2 separate regions of the Sus scrofa genome follow, and region 2 is linked to region 1. A link is a contact called in public Hi-C data. All regions are on one chromosome and are shown on one strand. Each heading gives the region's core, a stretch centred on a gene start, on an enhancer-like site or on the middle of the called end of the contact. The rest is flanking DNA. Distances are from core to core; before and after follow the strand shown.

What was found. A called contact is a pair of places that touch in the nucleus more often than the background predicts.
Region 2: a Hi-C map of liver shows a contact between it and region 1, with 2.1 times the contacts expected there. The contact joins the enhancer-like site here to the promoter of FXYD5 in region 1. A contact is called at or near these places in 1 of 5 promoter capture datasets (liver) and 10 of 47 Hi-C or Micro-C datasets (alveolar macrophages, blood, heart right ventricle and 2 more).

What each region holds. Positions count from the first base shown.
Region 1 is chr6:44,680,482-44,684,018 of Sscrofa11.1, reverse strand. FXYD5 (FXYD domain-containing ion transport regulator 5) reads right to left here and starts at 1,774. Exons shown (of 9, transcript XM_021097213.1): 1 at 1,634-1,774; 2 at 842-893. The coding sequence starts at 1,759. It overlaps FXYD7 (FXYD domain-containing ion transport regulator 7), which reads right to left. Exons shown (of 12, transcript XM_021097203.1): 12 at 2,173-2,574. The coding sequence ends at 2,552.
Region 2 is chr6:44,730,353-44,733,889 of Sscrofa11.1, reverse strand. No RefSeq gene overlaps it. Among named protein-coding and RNA genes, the nearest start is that of LSR, 27 kb to the left of the region's middle. Within about 2 kb of position 1,974, at least 12 of the 83 cell types and tissues checked have an H3K27ac peak or open chromatin away from gene starts, as enhancers often do. A contact at or near this core is called in liver, where this site is marked.

The DNA of each region.
Region 1 (3,537 bases), core at 525-3,024:
ACACTATATTAATTTACCGATGGATGGTTTATTATCTGTCTTTCCAACCGGAACATGCATTGCTATTTCCCCAGTGCATAGAATAAGAGCTGGCACATGGAGCTGCTCCGTGAATGCTTGTTGAATGACTGAATGAACACATGCAAACCATTTTATCAAAGAGAAATGGGGTAGCTTCAGTGGAGAGTTTGCTCTGGGTTCCAAGGTTGCAGCCCAGCCCCTCCACTCACTAGCCTCTGGCACAGAGCACTTCACTGAGCCTCAGTTTCCTCCTCTGTAAAATGGGCATGCCAAGAGCATCACAGAGTAGAGCTGAAGTGGAAACGAGCTCATGAACACAGCACCTTCCATGCAGAAAGCCCTCGCCAAGGCCCATCACAGGTATTGCTTTGAGAAAACACTTGTCAGGCAAGGCTGAGACATCTCCAGCTCCTGGACTGGCCCCAGCTCACCCCCTTTCCCTAATCGTACATCACCCCAGGATCCAGGGAGATGCTTTGCTGGGAACGTGGGGCTCCTGACTGCCAAGCAGAAAACCGATACGCATCTTCCTGCCAAACCAAACTCAGTGCGTTCTCCTTGGAGGTGAAATGGAAGATTCTCAGCAGGACAGGCCCCAGCCAGACACGCTGGAAGCAGCCACCTAGGTCCAAGGTATCTAAAGAGGGTGTAACGTTGGCCCCCTCATCAGGCCCCCATTTCCTGGTGCCGGCTCAGTAGGGGACAGAGGACACAGGACAGAGCATCCAAACCCACCATCCGCCCACCCAGCAGCACACGCACCCCAAGTGGGGCTGAGGACCCTGCAGCAGGCAGGGTGGAGACCAGGGCTGGGGCTTACCTGGGAGAATCAGGCCAGTGATGATGAGACACAGGCAATCAGAGGGCGACATCTATGGGGCAAGCCAGAGCTGGGGGTCAGCCATGATGTCAGTGGGGCGGCCCAGAGCCACCCAGGAGAATCTGCAGCCCCCTTCCTTACCCTGAGCAGGCACCTCTGGCTTCAAGGACACCTGCCGGGGCTGACCACTGGCTGTGGGGACAGACGGAAGCCAGGGGGAGGGTCTCAGAAGTGGGAGTCCCCAGCAGTCACTCTGTCTCTTCCTCTCCAGGTCCCCAAAGAAAACAAGAAGCATCCGACTAAACCAGGCTTCCAGGAGCAGCCACTGCACAGGGCCAGCCCTGAGGCAGAGAAGCACTGACCAGCTGGCCCCCGACGGACCCTGCAGGGCAAGGCGAGGGGTATCGGGCCCAGGAGTAGATCTGAGGGCCTGGGCCCTCCCGCTGGGGCTGTTCTCAGAGCAGAGTCGTCAGCAAGGAGGGGGAAAGAGGAAGAGTGAGTAATGTGCTCCTGATCTCAGAGGAAAAAGTGAGCTGGTGCGAGGGGCCTCGCAGCAGGGACAATAGAACAGGATGCTGGGCAGAGCTGGGAGGGCTGGAGGAGCGCTGGGGAGACTGAGGCAGGAGGGAAGGCAGCCGGCGGCACAGGGTGGGAGCGGCGCGCGGCGGGCGGGCGGGAGAGGTGAGCAGGGATGGGGGCGGAGAGGCCCGGGAAAGGTCAGCGTCCTCCCCACCTGAGCCCAGCCCCTGGGCCGAGGGGAGCGGGCGGAGGAGGATGGAAGGAGAGACTCACTTCAGAGCTGGGGGTCCCGAGCCAGCAGCCTCGTGCGGCGAGGGCAGCGGCGGTGGTGGCGGCGTCCAGGCGGAGGGTGTGGCCAGGGGAGCGCTGGCGGGCGGGGACCGAGACGGGCTCAGTCATTTCCTCTTGGGTTTCCTGGCTTCAGAGCCGGGGGTGGGAGCAGGAGGGGGGAGACGCTGAGGGGGATGGGGGGGCAGAGATGAGAAGCAGGGCCGAGGCCTGCACCCACCCTGCCTGGGGGCGGGTGGGGGCGGGGAGCGGGGCGCGCAGGTCTGGGCAGGGTGGGTGCACCCTGGGGTGGGGGTGGGGTCTGCTCTGGGGTCTGGGGAGGGGGAAGAGAAGGCAAGGGGCGCCTGGAGGGGGGCACTGAGGGAGGAGAAGGGACGCTTGAGGGGCTGTGAGGGAGGGGGGACTGGCGGACTGGGGAGGGGAAGGAGGGGGAAGTCTGGGGCGGCGGAGCGAGCTCCCCACGTTCAGTTTTGCCCCCTCCCCCATTCTGTCCCCACAGATGAGAACACACAGACAGAACAGGGGAAAAACCAAATGCACATTTATTAAGCTCAAGACATGGACACCGGGGATGCGGGAGGTGGGGCGGGGGGAACGGATCTTCTGAGAGGAGACAGGGAGGTGCCGGGAAGAGGGACACGGGGATTCTGGGGGGCTGAGGGTGGACTCCTGGACCCCAGGAGCTGGAGGCCTGGGTCCCTGGATCTGGGATGCAGACGGGCTCTTTGGGGGGTCGTCATTGCCAAGGCCTGGGGAGGTGCGGCGGCTCCAGCCTTGGAGTGGGTGGGGCGGCTCATTCAGGGAAGCGCTCCCGGGGCAAGGCTGGGGTCCCCACCGCCTCCACCCGGACCTCAGGCTCCCGCACTCAGGCAGGGACAGCAGCGGAGGTGCCCAGGGCTGGTTTTACACACCACCACCTCCAGGGGCTGGGAGGGGAGAGAGAGAAAGAGAGAGTGAGGGGGCCAGGAGGTGTCAGTCAGTGACAAGAGGGGTGGAGGTAGCCCCCTCCCCACTACCAGTGGACCCTTCACTCCCACCTTGGAAGCCAGACCTCCAGGACTGTCACCCCTGAGCAACTCCTGGGGAGGTGTCTTGCCTCTCTACACCCTGCTGTCTGGCTCCTACAGGGACTCCTCGGTGGCTTTTGTCCTGTCCCACAGGACACTGTCACGAGGGGAATACCCCTGTGATGAGGCTGGAGACCCTACCCTGGCCTAGCCTGGGCTTTTCCGGGGCATCCCCCTGCCAGAAAGGCAGTCTCCATTGCCCTCTATGCCCTTTCTAAGAGGCAGAGAGATTCCCATCCATCTCTGATTTTTAAAAAGTCCCTGGAAAGGACACAGTTCCACTAAAAACAGGTCAAGATATTTTTGCATAATTAAAATTAACACCCCCAAGGAGTCACAATCTTTCATCTACATGCTTATCCCCCCACATCCTACATCTCTCCCCATCGTCCTTTACACTTTCCCTCCCCTTGCACTCGCTCTCCCCTCCTCCACCATCCACCTCTACACCCTCCACCCCTCTACCCTCCACCCCTCCACCCTCCACCTGCCTCCACCCTCCACCCCCTCCACCCTCTACCCCTACACACCATCCCCTCTCGCTTTCCACCTCCCCTCTCCACCCCCTCTCACAACTCCTGCCCCCTCATCCTCTGTGGGGATGCTCATAGGCTCCCCTCTTGCACCCTTCACCTCTTTACACTCCCATCCTCTTCACCGTTTATCCTGTACTTTCCATCCTCACGGTCCTCATATTTTCTCCCATGTTCCCTCTTTTTCAATATCAGTTTATAAAATCTCTGTTCCATGCATCTCTCCTTCTGCTTTTTGATACAATTATTCACAAGCCCTTTTTTCCCCGCCTCCCTCCCTCCCTCCTCC
Region 2 (3,537 bases), core at 725-3,224, 50 kb before region 1:
GGGGCGTTTTTTTGTTTGGATTTTTTTTCTTTTTTTTTAAGGCTGCATCTGTGGCACATAGGAGTTCCCAGACTGGGAGCTGAATTGGAGCCACAGCGGCCGGCCTACACCACAGCCACAGCAACACCATATCCGAGCTGCCTCTGGGACCTACACCATAGGTCACAGCAATGCTGGATCATTAACCCACTGAGCAAGGCCAGGAATCAAACCCGCATCCTCATGGATAGTATCTAGTAGTCAGGTTCTTTACCGTTGAGCCACAATGGGAACTCTGGAACTCCCAATTTTGCTGCGTTTTGACTAGTGCATATACTATACAGTACAAACTCCTATTAAGATAAAGAACATTTGCATCGTCCCATACAAGTTCCCTTATAGCCCCACTCTGCCCCCAAAAGCAATCATTGTCCTGATATTTTTATACAGTTCCTGTCACATGATCAAGGTTGATACATGTACATGGTGGGAATGACCTTAATTAAATTTTATGGGTTGGTGGTTAGAGCTGAAAAAAAAAATCACTATTCCCTTCTACGGAATACGGGGACCATGGTCAACACAAGATGCCAGGAGTGTCTGGGACTGGAGAGGGTGAGGGTCTCTCAGTCTGAGAGCCGGAACCATTCTGGTGATGGTTGTGGTCTGAATGTTGAATAAGCCACATTGTTTAAGTTCTTGTGCCATCTCGCCTGCATCACTCATCCGGGACATATCACATGAGATGCTATTGGCTGAAGTAAGGGAAGAAGAAATTCCAAACATCTTAAAAATAAAAGCCTTTATTATTATTATTTATTTATTTATTTATTTTGTCTTTTTGCCTTTCCTAGGGCCGCTCCCGCGGCATACGGAGGTTCCCAGGCTAGGGATCTAATCGGAGCTGTAGCCACCGGCCTACGCCAGAGCCACAGCCACAGAAATGTGGGATCCAAGCCACGTCTGTGACCTACACCACAGCCGACGGCAATGCCAGATCCTTAACCCACTGAGCAAGGCCAGGGATCGAACCCGCAACCTCATGGTTCCTAGTCGGATTCGTTAACCACTGTGCCACGACGGGAACTCCAAAAGCCTTTATTATTTAACAAAATAACTAGTTCCACCCAGGGAAGAGTCTCTGCATCAGGGAATGGTATCCTTACAGACTAAGTCTTTGGCCTATTGGCAATGTCTTCCCTCAAGGTGGCCATACGGCTGCCACAGTTCCAGCCATCATTTCTTGTAGATACAACACATTACAACATTACCCTTCTTTTTGCTAAAATCCTATTCTGTGCACTTTCTCCCATACTTTAAGTGTTTAGCCTCTCTGATTTTGCTCTTGGTACTAGCCAGTGAAATTCTATCATCTTAAGGATGATAGGTTCTTCTGGGCACTGGTGGAAAAACTTACAGAAAGATAAGCAGAAAAAGGATCTTTCTTTGCAGCTGCAGAAAATCAGACACTCCTTAGCATCACCAAACTCCTCATGCAAATATTCTTTGTAGGCCATAGGGACTTCAGAGATGATTAGTACATCTTGTGAAAGGAAACTTTAACCTTCAAAATGTGTGATTCTGATTTGTCATCTTATTTAACAATTTATTGCCCTGGGAATAATACTGAAATTGGCATGTAGATTCTGAAAAGGATAGGTTTCTGTGAGTGGATCTTTGGTTAAACCAGAAGAAGGCTACCACCACCCCCTGGTCGACTCTGTTAAGATTTTGCTGTAGATGCATGAGTTTAAAGGAATTGAATTCTACGGCAGTTAATGCCTTCCTCTCATTGCTATGCTTTCTGCGGGAGGCAGAAAAGGGAAGTTTCTTTCCTCTGCTTTTTTGAGAGAATCTTTGAAAAGAGAAAAACAATTTACCTCAGAAACTTCCTGCTAACCACTCCCCAACCGACTTCCCCTCACATGTCCTGACCAGTAGTGGGTCACGGCCCCTTTTAGAACCAAGCATGAACAAGAAGACTGGGGAACTCTGACTGGCTTAGACTGATTTTTCTCAATACATAGGGCCAATAAACAAGCTAATAAAATCAGGGCTCTGCCTACAAAGAAGAGGGAAGGAAAATGAATTGGCTTATTAGTAATGCAGATTCCCAGTTCCTGCTGCTGGTGGCATGCCTGCATCTGTAGTCACTCCACCTCCAGCCTGCCACTTTGTTGTTTTGTTTTGTTTTGTTGTCTTTTTAGGGCTGCACCTGCGGCATGTGGAGGTTCCCAGGCTAGAGGTCTAATCAGAGCTACAGCTGCCGGCCTGTGCCACAGCCACAGCCACACCAGATCCGAGCCATGTCTGCAACCTACACCACAGCTCACGGCAACGCCGGATCCTTAACTCACTGAGCAAGGCCAGGGATCAAACCCGCAACCTCACAGTTCCTAGTCAGATTCATTTCTGCTGCGCCACAATGGGAACTCCCAGCCTGCCGCTTTGAATCCTCTTTTCCGCCTCAGGGTGAATGGACCCCAAGCATTCAGGCCTCATAACACAGCAGCCTCTAAAGAGGGAGTGGCTTTCTAGTGAAGGAAGCACCTGACCACATCCTCCAAGGGGAAAGTACCTCAGCTTGACTGTCTGCATATCTTTGAGGCTTTATTATCAATCAGACCTTCCATTGCAAGTAACTGAAACCCAAACTAGGTTAAACACAAAGAGAACTTGTTGCTTCTTATAATTTTGGTGGTGGGAGGGGATCGGATTTCAGGTATGGCTGAATCTAGGTGCTCACACACAGGACTGGGCCTCTCTCCCTCTCTCACCTCTACTTTTCGCAATATTGATTTCATTTTTAGGCGGGTCCTTTCCTCCCCCTGCCCCAGCAGTTCCAGTCTTACAGTCTACCCGATAAGTAACCATGGCAGAACAAAAACTCAGCTTTCGAGCAGTTCTAGCAAAAGTCCTGTCTCTCATTGGCTTTACAGATGATGTGTTCATTTCTAAAGCTGGGGTTGTCCGTATTCAGATCACACAAAGAGACAGGAAGGATGGTTCCCAAAAGAAAATGCGAAGGGGAAAGGAAGACGCACTAGGCTAATACATCTCTTACATGCAGAGAGAGCCAGCTCTTGGGTGCACCAACTCATCCTGTTTTGTCATGAAGAGCAGTTCAGTTGCTAACACCAGGTAAGGGGCTAAATTAGCTGGAGGTGGCCAGGGAAGGCATCTTGGAAGAGGCATTGTTGGAAGCAGAGCCCTGGGGGATAAATGACAGTGTTCCGGGGGAATGGACCTACAAAGGCAAAAGACCTGAGGCAGACCCATATTTGGTGGATGAGTGGATAATACATGAATGAATGGATGGGTGGATGGATGGACGGGTGGATGGATAGATGGATGCGTACAGGTAGGGACTGTATATTAGAGCCCATCTTCCCATTCACATGGAACCCATGATCCCTCAGAGTGAAGAGGGGGCTGAGGTTGGACTGTGGCCCTTGAGGGGAAGGAGAGTGTGCCCACAGTGCCTGAGAGGAGGGAGCAGAGGGCTGTTTGGACTCCCCAAGAGCCAGGAGGAAGGGCTGACCATGGACCCCACTTCGG